Regions from separate parts of the Bicyclus anynana genome. Here region 2 is linked to region 1. The links are chromatin contacts, called in public Hi-C maps. All regions are on one chromosome and are shown on one strand. The core of a region is the stretch at or near the end of the contact, and the rest is flanking DNA. Distances in the headings are between cores, read along the strand shown. Region 1 holds the start of LOC112048396 (bicaudal D-related protein homolog). Region 2 overlaps LOC112048396 (bicaudal D-related protein homolog).

Evidence for each region. Hi-C and Micro-C count contacts between places; a contact is called where the count stands out from the background.
Region 2: a contact with region 1 is called in a Hi-C map of whole larva, with 2.2 times the contacts expected there. The contact joins the enhancer-like site here to the promoter of LOC112048396 in region 1. A contact is called at or near these places in 2 of 2 Hi-C or Micro-C datasets (whole body and whole larva).

The regions. Positions count from the first base shown.
Region 1 is chr8:11,140,734-11,144,101 of ilBicAnyn1.1, forward strand. It overlaps LOC112048396 (bicaudal D-related protein homolog), which reads left to right and starts at 1,632. Exons shown (of 9, transcript XM_024085911.2): 1 at 1,632-2,364. The coding sequence starts at 1,942.
Region 2 is chr8:11,181,482-11,184,743 of ilBicAnyn1.1, forward strand. The region is part of intron 1 of LOC112048396 (bicaudal D-related protein homolog); the gene reads left to right. Among protein-coding and RNA genes, the nearest start is that of LOC112048396, 41 kb to the left of the region's middle. Within about 2 kb of position 1,625, at least 5 of the 8 cell types and tissues checked have open chromatin away from gene starts, as enhancers often do.

The DNA.
Region 1 (3,368 bases), core at 382-2,881:
CACTGAAAGAGAATATTGATCGTGATCATTAATGATTTCATGACCTTCCTATTCCCTATATAATTTCAAAAATACGTTCTAGACACTCCTATTGATAATAATGTTGAGTCCTTAGTTGAGTTCAGAGACCTCTGATGGGAATATTACGGAAAAAACAAATAGGTAGTAGATAAGTGCAAGTGGCAACCACTGAAACAATATTGTTATGAAAAACAAAATTGCAGTGCAATCTGGCAATCTAAGTGAGTAAACTATAACCACTAATTTGAATTATACGTAAGCTTTTAGGACCATCAATCATAACTAGCGTTGGCGTTGGTCAATCGTGTAGGAGAGACATAACGTTTGAATGCGATAATATTGAAAACAAACAGCTTCTACGCCGTTGTTTTAAGGTTCATATTGCAATGGTACTCCGAATTTCGTGGCCAAGCAATATATATACAATTGATAGATCAATAAAATAACTAAGCGACGTATGTTTATTACTTTGTGTAAACCTAAAAAAATAATTATGTGCACTGTACAAAGGTAAATCGATTTAGCTTCTCCTTCTAGCGGCATTATTTAGGCCTTTAGATCTTATTTTTTTTAACTTTAGACCTTAGACCTAACTTTAGACCGTATTTTTTATTGTCTAATTAAAGACGTTTCGTAATAGTTACGTACCTACCTAGTAAAATTAAAATTGTTTATTGCACTTTTAAGAAAATGTTTTTGTTAACTTTGCTAAATAGAACGCAAAAAGAACGAAAATCTCGGAAAAAATATTGCGAAATTAATAATTACCATCAAGCCTTTGTTTTCAATGACGATTAAAATAAAGTCAAGGTTCGTTTTTGCTTCAGATTATTTTAATATATTTTTATAGTATTGGTATGAGATCACTTCCTATAAAACCCAATAAAAATAAAAATCTTGCACCAATATGGACTGACCGGCCACTCTCTTTATTACCTTGATGTTATCTCTGTCTCTGTCCAACGTGAAAGATTATAGCTTACCTTTATTTGCCGTTTCACTTTAACACACGTGTTGTTTTGCCAAAGATTATGTATTGTATTCGTGTGCATTAATGCCTACGAAGAATTAGTTTTCACTACTAGCCATTTTTGTTTTGGTTTCTTTTGTATATAAACAATTTGAAACTTTTAATAATATTTCTAATCGTAGGATTGCTGTCTAGTAAAGAAAATTTTGTTAATAAGATTAAAAATCAAACTAGATTATTAAACCAAACTAGATTAAAAATAAAACTTTTTCAGCAGCTTTTACTTATTATTACTTATACTAGAGAGAAAATGTGTAACTTAAGCGCAATTTGTTAATTATAATTACACATTGTTAATGACTTAAGGTAAGTCATTAAAGAAATATAAAATTCATTTTTGTAATTCATAATTATATACGTAAGACGTTTACTTTAAATCTAATTTATCAATGCTTTATAGCTAATTTTAGGTATGCCTTGATATTACTGTCACTCAACATAATATTGTTCCTTTCGTTGGTAACCTTAATGTCTTCGGCTAACATTGTAATAGATAAATAAACTATAAGTTATACCTGTTGCACCTTTCGTCTGAATAATCTTTGACGCATTAGGCTCGATCCGCCTCGGAGGCTTTGCACCGCTTTGTTGTGTCCGAACCGTCGTCGAGGCAACATCAGTGCTTCGCCCGCGTGTGTGCCGACATAACAATATCGTGTTTCGTGCTTGTGCAGTGCCAGTGACACGGAAATGTTACGCTTGTGATCTCATAAAAATATTATAATGGCATTAAAAAAGGATTTCGAAATTCCAGTGAACGTATTCAAACAGATCAAGCTGCCCAAGCCCGTGAAACTACAGCAGGCATTCGAGAAGCTGTTCAAAAAGAACAACTACACGAAAATTGTTCAGAGTTAATTTACTTTGTTCGTTGTTATAGTTGAAATTAAATGGCTGGTGAATTTAGTGCAAATATTAGTAGAAGTAGTAGAAAAAGTCTAGATTACACTGATAAAGAGCCGCCGGATCGATCGCCTAACTTTATAACTGAGCAAACTGAATTTGTTGGTAACGGTAGTACTAACGCAATAAAACATCGAAGGAACAGAAGTAGAAGTGGTAACAGGAAACCGCCAGCGCTTCTGAGTTTGTCGGACGAGAATTTTTACGAGGATTTAGAAGATTACGTTAAAATGGCTGTTACAAGAGATGCTGTGAGGAACGGAAGTTCTGACGACGTGTGGACACAACTCCAACAGAAGGAATCTGATTTGCTGCTGGCAGCAGAACTGGGAAAAGCTTTGTTGGAGAAAAACGAGGAGTTGAAGAAAGAACAAGAGCGTACAGCGGAAGAATACTCCAAAAAACTAGAGGTGAGTTTTTAAATCTAGATCCAAATAATGCAGCATTCGCTGAGCTATTGTTTTACTTTGTTATGAAAACTTCTAATACAATATGTATACAATGAAATATTTCGGCGATATTGAGAACGTGAAACAATACTTTCTGATTTCTAAATTTGAATAGAAGATTAATATTGTTTAAGTACCATTATAAACAGTAAGGTTGGATTATAAATTACTGCTTATGAATGCACGTCAATCTCCGGAAAGAAATTATGTTCCTTGCTTGGATGGACCCTGTGTCGAATGTTCTTAGAAAGGTGGAAAGGACATTGGTCAACTAAGGTCATTGGTAGGTTAGCTGATTGGTATTTTAAACTAGATTCGATTATATTAAAATAAGATATTGCGGGCACATTAAATGGTTTCTAGAATTTTTAGCTAATTGCACCTTCTCACCCCTTACAATAAGCAACAAGTCTACATTATTGGAATTGACAATCGTTTAGCAACTTTTCAGAAGGATTCCTTAGTTCGTGGAAGTTCTAATATGCGGTGTCATAGGTATTTAGAGTTAACAGTTTATAACTAGTCATTTGTTTTTATTAGATGTATTTTCGTCAACTGCTACTATTTTAGTTTCAACCTTTCACTTTCCATTAATAGCTTTACAAATTAGTACTTAACGGATATTTTAGATTGTTACCTATATCATACAACTATTGTTAAAACCTATTACTTCTTTGAGTATTTACCAATATTCAATTCTTATAAACATACTTGGTGATTCAATTATAATTATCACCTATAGCATGTAAATCTTGCTAGATTACATTTAAATACAAATCAATACTGTGTACAATAGTTTCAAGTATTGTTTGACTACCTGTTTACTTTACTTCCGCAATTGAGGTTTTAATTGTTGGTAAGAAAAAAACAGTCGATAGTCCTTCGGTAGGAAACGTTAATTTTTTATTCAATGACAAGTTGACTGCGATCTCACCTGATGTTAAGTGACGATGCAGTCTTACTCT
Region 2 (3,262 bases), core at 375-2,874, 41 kb after region 1:
GTCGACAGATGGCGACGTCTCGGCGGCAGTCGACGGCAGTCGCCGACTGCAGTCAACGGCAGTCGTCGGTAGCAGTTGCTGCTTGTGTAAATGAACCCTAACTGGAGATTCTCAGGCAGCTTTCTGACGCATTTAAACTGAAATTCAACGGTTGAATGCTGAATGCGTGAGCAGGCTACCTAGGGCTTCATGTTTAGGTTAACTATTTATACTTTATTTATAGTCTTTTTAAGTATTCATTTATTAAATTTAGCGTTTTCAAAGGCTAGCAGTCTAACTGTAGTCAATATGTAGTAAGAGCTATGCGTAATTTCCCTTAGCCTTTATAAAATATCATAGTCGTTATACAGGTATGTGTTCGATAGTAAATGAATTGACATTTAGTACTGATACTGTGGAGCAACTAGCACCGGACTAAACGCTGCTTTAATTAGCGCCTTTGCTGGAAACTTGTTAAGGAATGCTAAACACTGGATTAATTATGTGTACGCTTAATTTGATCTTATAATCGACTTCAATACGAGTTTTCTTTGTGTAAAACTAGTATGAATATTTTTTTTTGCATTTAAAAAATTGATTTCAATTCAAGTGGCTTGGTACTAAACCTACAAGATTAGTGAGAATGGCCCGACAACGTGCACTGTAGCAGTGTAATACTCTCCATATCCCCTCTCTTATGAGGCGTTTTTATTTTTTAATAAAAATACAATTAATTATAAAAATGATTATTTATTGATAAAATTCTCATTGATAAATTTCTCTGATAAGTTTATGAGTATATTTTAATGTTTTTTTTTAGAAGGTTAGCATTATCGCTAAACCAGATGGAAGGCAGTAAGCATGTCTAATAGGCAAGCAATTCGGTTTTATTTAATAGATAATGCATCAAGAGATATAAAAGCACATAGGAGATATAATATATCTAGAGATACAATAAACTATGGATGTATAAATATGTCAATATCACTACCATCTTTTGACTAGCTAAGACCGCGCGGTTTCACCCGCGTGGTTCCCGTTCCCGTAGGAATACGGAGATAATATATAGCCTATAGCCTTCCTCGCTAGAAGGGCTATCTAACACTGAATGAATTTTTCAAATCGGACCAGTAGTTCCTGAGATTAGCGCGTTCTATCAAACAAACAAACTCTTCAGCTTTGTAATATTAGTATAGACGAAATACATAATTGGCTTAAGTCCTAAAACCCTCATAAAAATGACGTATAAGTCACAGTAGTACTACATTCTACTTTCATTCAGTTTCCAATAAGAACAGCGAAGATGTTGAATGCCCTTCCGGCTTCTGTATTTCCTAACACTTATGATTTGTGCACCTTCAAGACAAGAGTGAATAGGCATTTTCTAGGCAAGCGCGCTCCATCCTAGACCTCATCATTGCTTTCCACCAGGCATGATTGTAGTAAAGCGTAAGTCTATTATGAATAAAAAAAAAAACATAAAGTCAAATGATGAAGTATACCGTAGAGACCCGTTTTAAATACTCGTAATTTGACCAGTTTTTAGTTGTTTATCGATGCAGTCCGCCAGTTGTTATATAGAGTGCAAGCAATACCTGTCGGTTTGCCTGTTTTTTGTGGTCCCTGCTCGTAATGGAATGATGCAAGTTCAATTCCGATCAGGTTTCAGACTAAAAACTAGACTGAACTGTAATTCTGTATTCATCGTTAAGGGCCAGCCAGCGTTTGGACCAAAATAAATGAGGCGTAGCTTTTAAATCTTATATATTACTAGCTGCCGCCGCGCAGTTTTACCCGCGTGGTTCCCGTTCCCGTAAGAATATGGGGATAATATATAGCCTATAGCCTTCCTCGATAAATGGGCTATCTAACAGTGAAAGAATTTTTCAAATCGGACCAGTGTCTTTCCTGAGATTAGCGCGATCAATCAAACAAACAAACAAACTCTTCAGCTTTATTATATTAGTATAGATTCTTCTATGTATATAAAATACATATATAGACTGCCAAAATCATTTACCTTTATTACCTTTCCTTTTGCCTTCGCCGTAGTCGGGTAAAAAAAGAGTTGCTGTTTTCCATGATCACGCCATAACGTGAGAACGACTTAGCTTTATTATTTTTAGGGTTCCGGACGTACGTAGTACAAAAACGGAACCCTTATAATATCACTCGCGCACATGTTTTAAATGTACGTTACTAATATTATGTTTATAGGGTTCTTACTTGCATAGACAATTAGAAATTAGGAATAACTTTGCGAGCTTACACCAATTAAATTACCTTTTTTGAGCTGCAAGCACAAAATTACAGACAAATAATATTATAACTTTATTGTCTTAATAAAATAGTTATACTTGGGTACTGTTTATTATTAGACTATGAAAATATAAGACTGTTACTGTATAATTTTTTTATGTTTAAAGTAACTAAAACTGCATGTATACAATGTTTTCTTGTATCTAAAATATAAGTGAGCAATATTTTCGCAAAAAGTTTTACTTTTAAGGCGGGCCCTTAAGAAATTATCATATTTTGGACAAAAAATATGGATTAAATTTACATCCAACAGTGCATGAAGCATCAGTTCTCATGAAAATGTCAAGCTCAAGTTCTCAATTCAGTAGTACCTACCTACTTATATATGTTATATTTTTGACGACCTCCGTGGCGCAGTGGTATGCGCGGTGGATTTACAAGACGGAGGTCCTGGGTTCGATCCCTGGCTGGGCCGATTGAGATTTTCTTCATTGGTCCAGGTCTGGCTGGTGGGAGGCTTCGGCCGTGGCTAGTTACTACCCTACCGGCAAAGACGTACCGCCAAGCGATTTAGCGTTCCGATACGATGTCGTGTAGAAACCGAAAAGGGGTGTGGAGTTTCATCCTCCTCCTAACAAGTTAGCCTGCTTCCATCTTAGACTGCATCATCACTTACCATCAGGTGAGATTGTAGTCAAGGGCTAACTTGTAAAGAATAAAAAAAAATGTACCTACCTATCTAACGTCAGTATAGTTTGTGGTATTGGAGGTGGTTATCTCTGGATTTACTGAACCGATTATGAAAATTCTTATACAACTAGAAAGCCAATTTCTTTGTGAGTGTCATAGCCTATATTTTATCCCCATACTCTCACGGGAACAGGAACTACGCGGGTGAAACCGCAGGGCGTCGCTAGTAGTATTTCGCTTCATTATCACATGATAACATTTAATCACGTAGGCAGAGGTACGTAGAATTGAATGAGATTGACAGACAATTCCAACTAGGTACAATATACCTGTC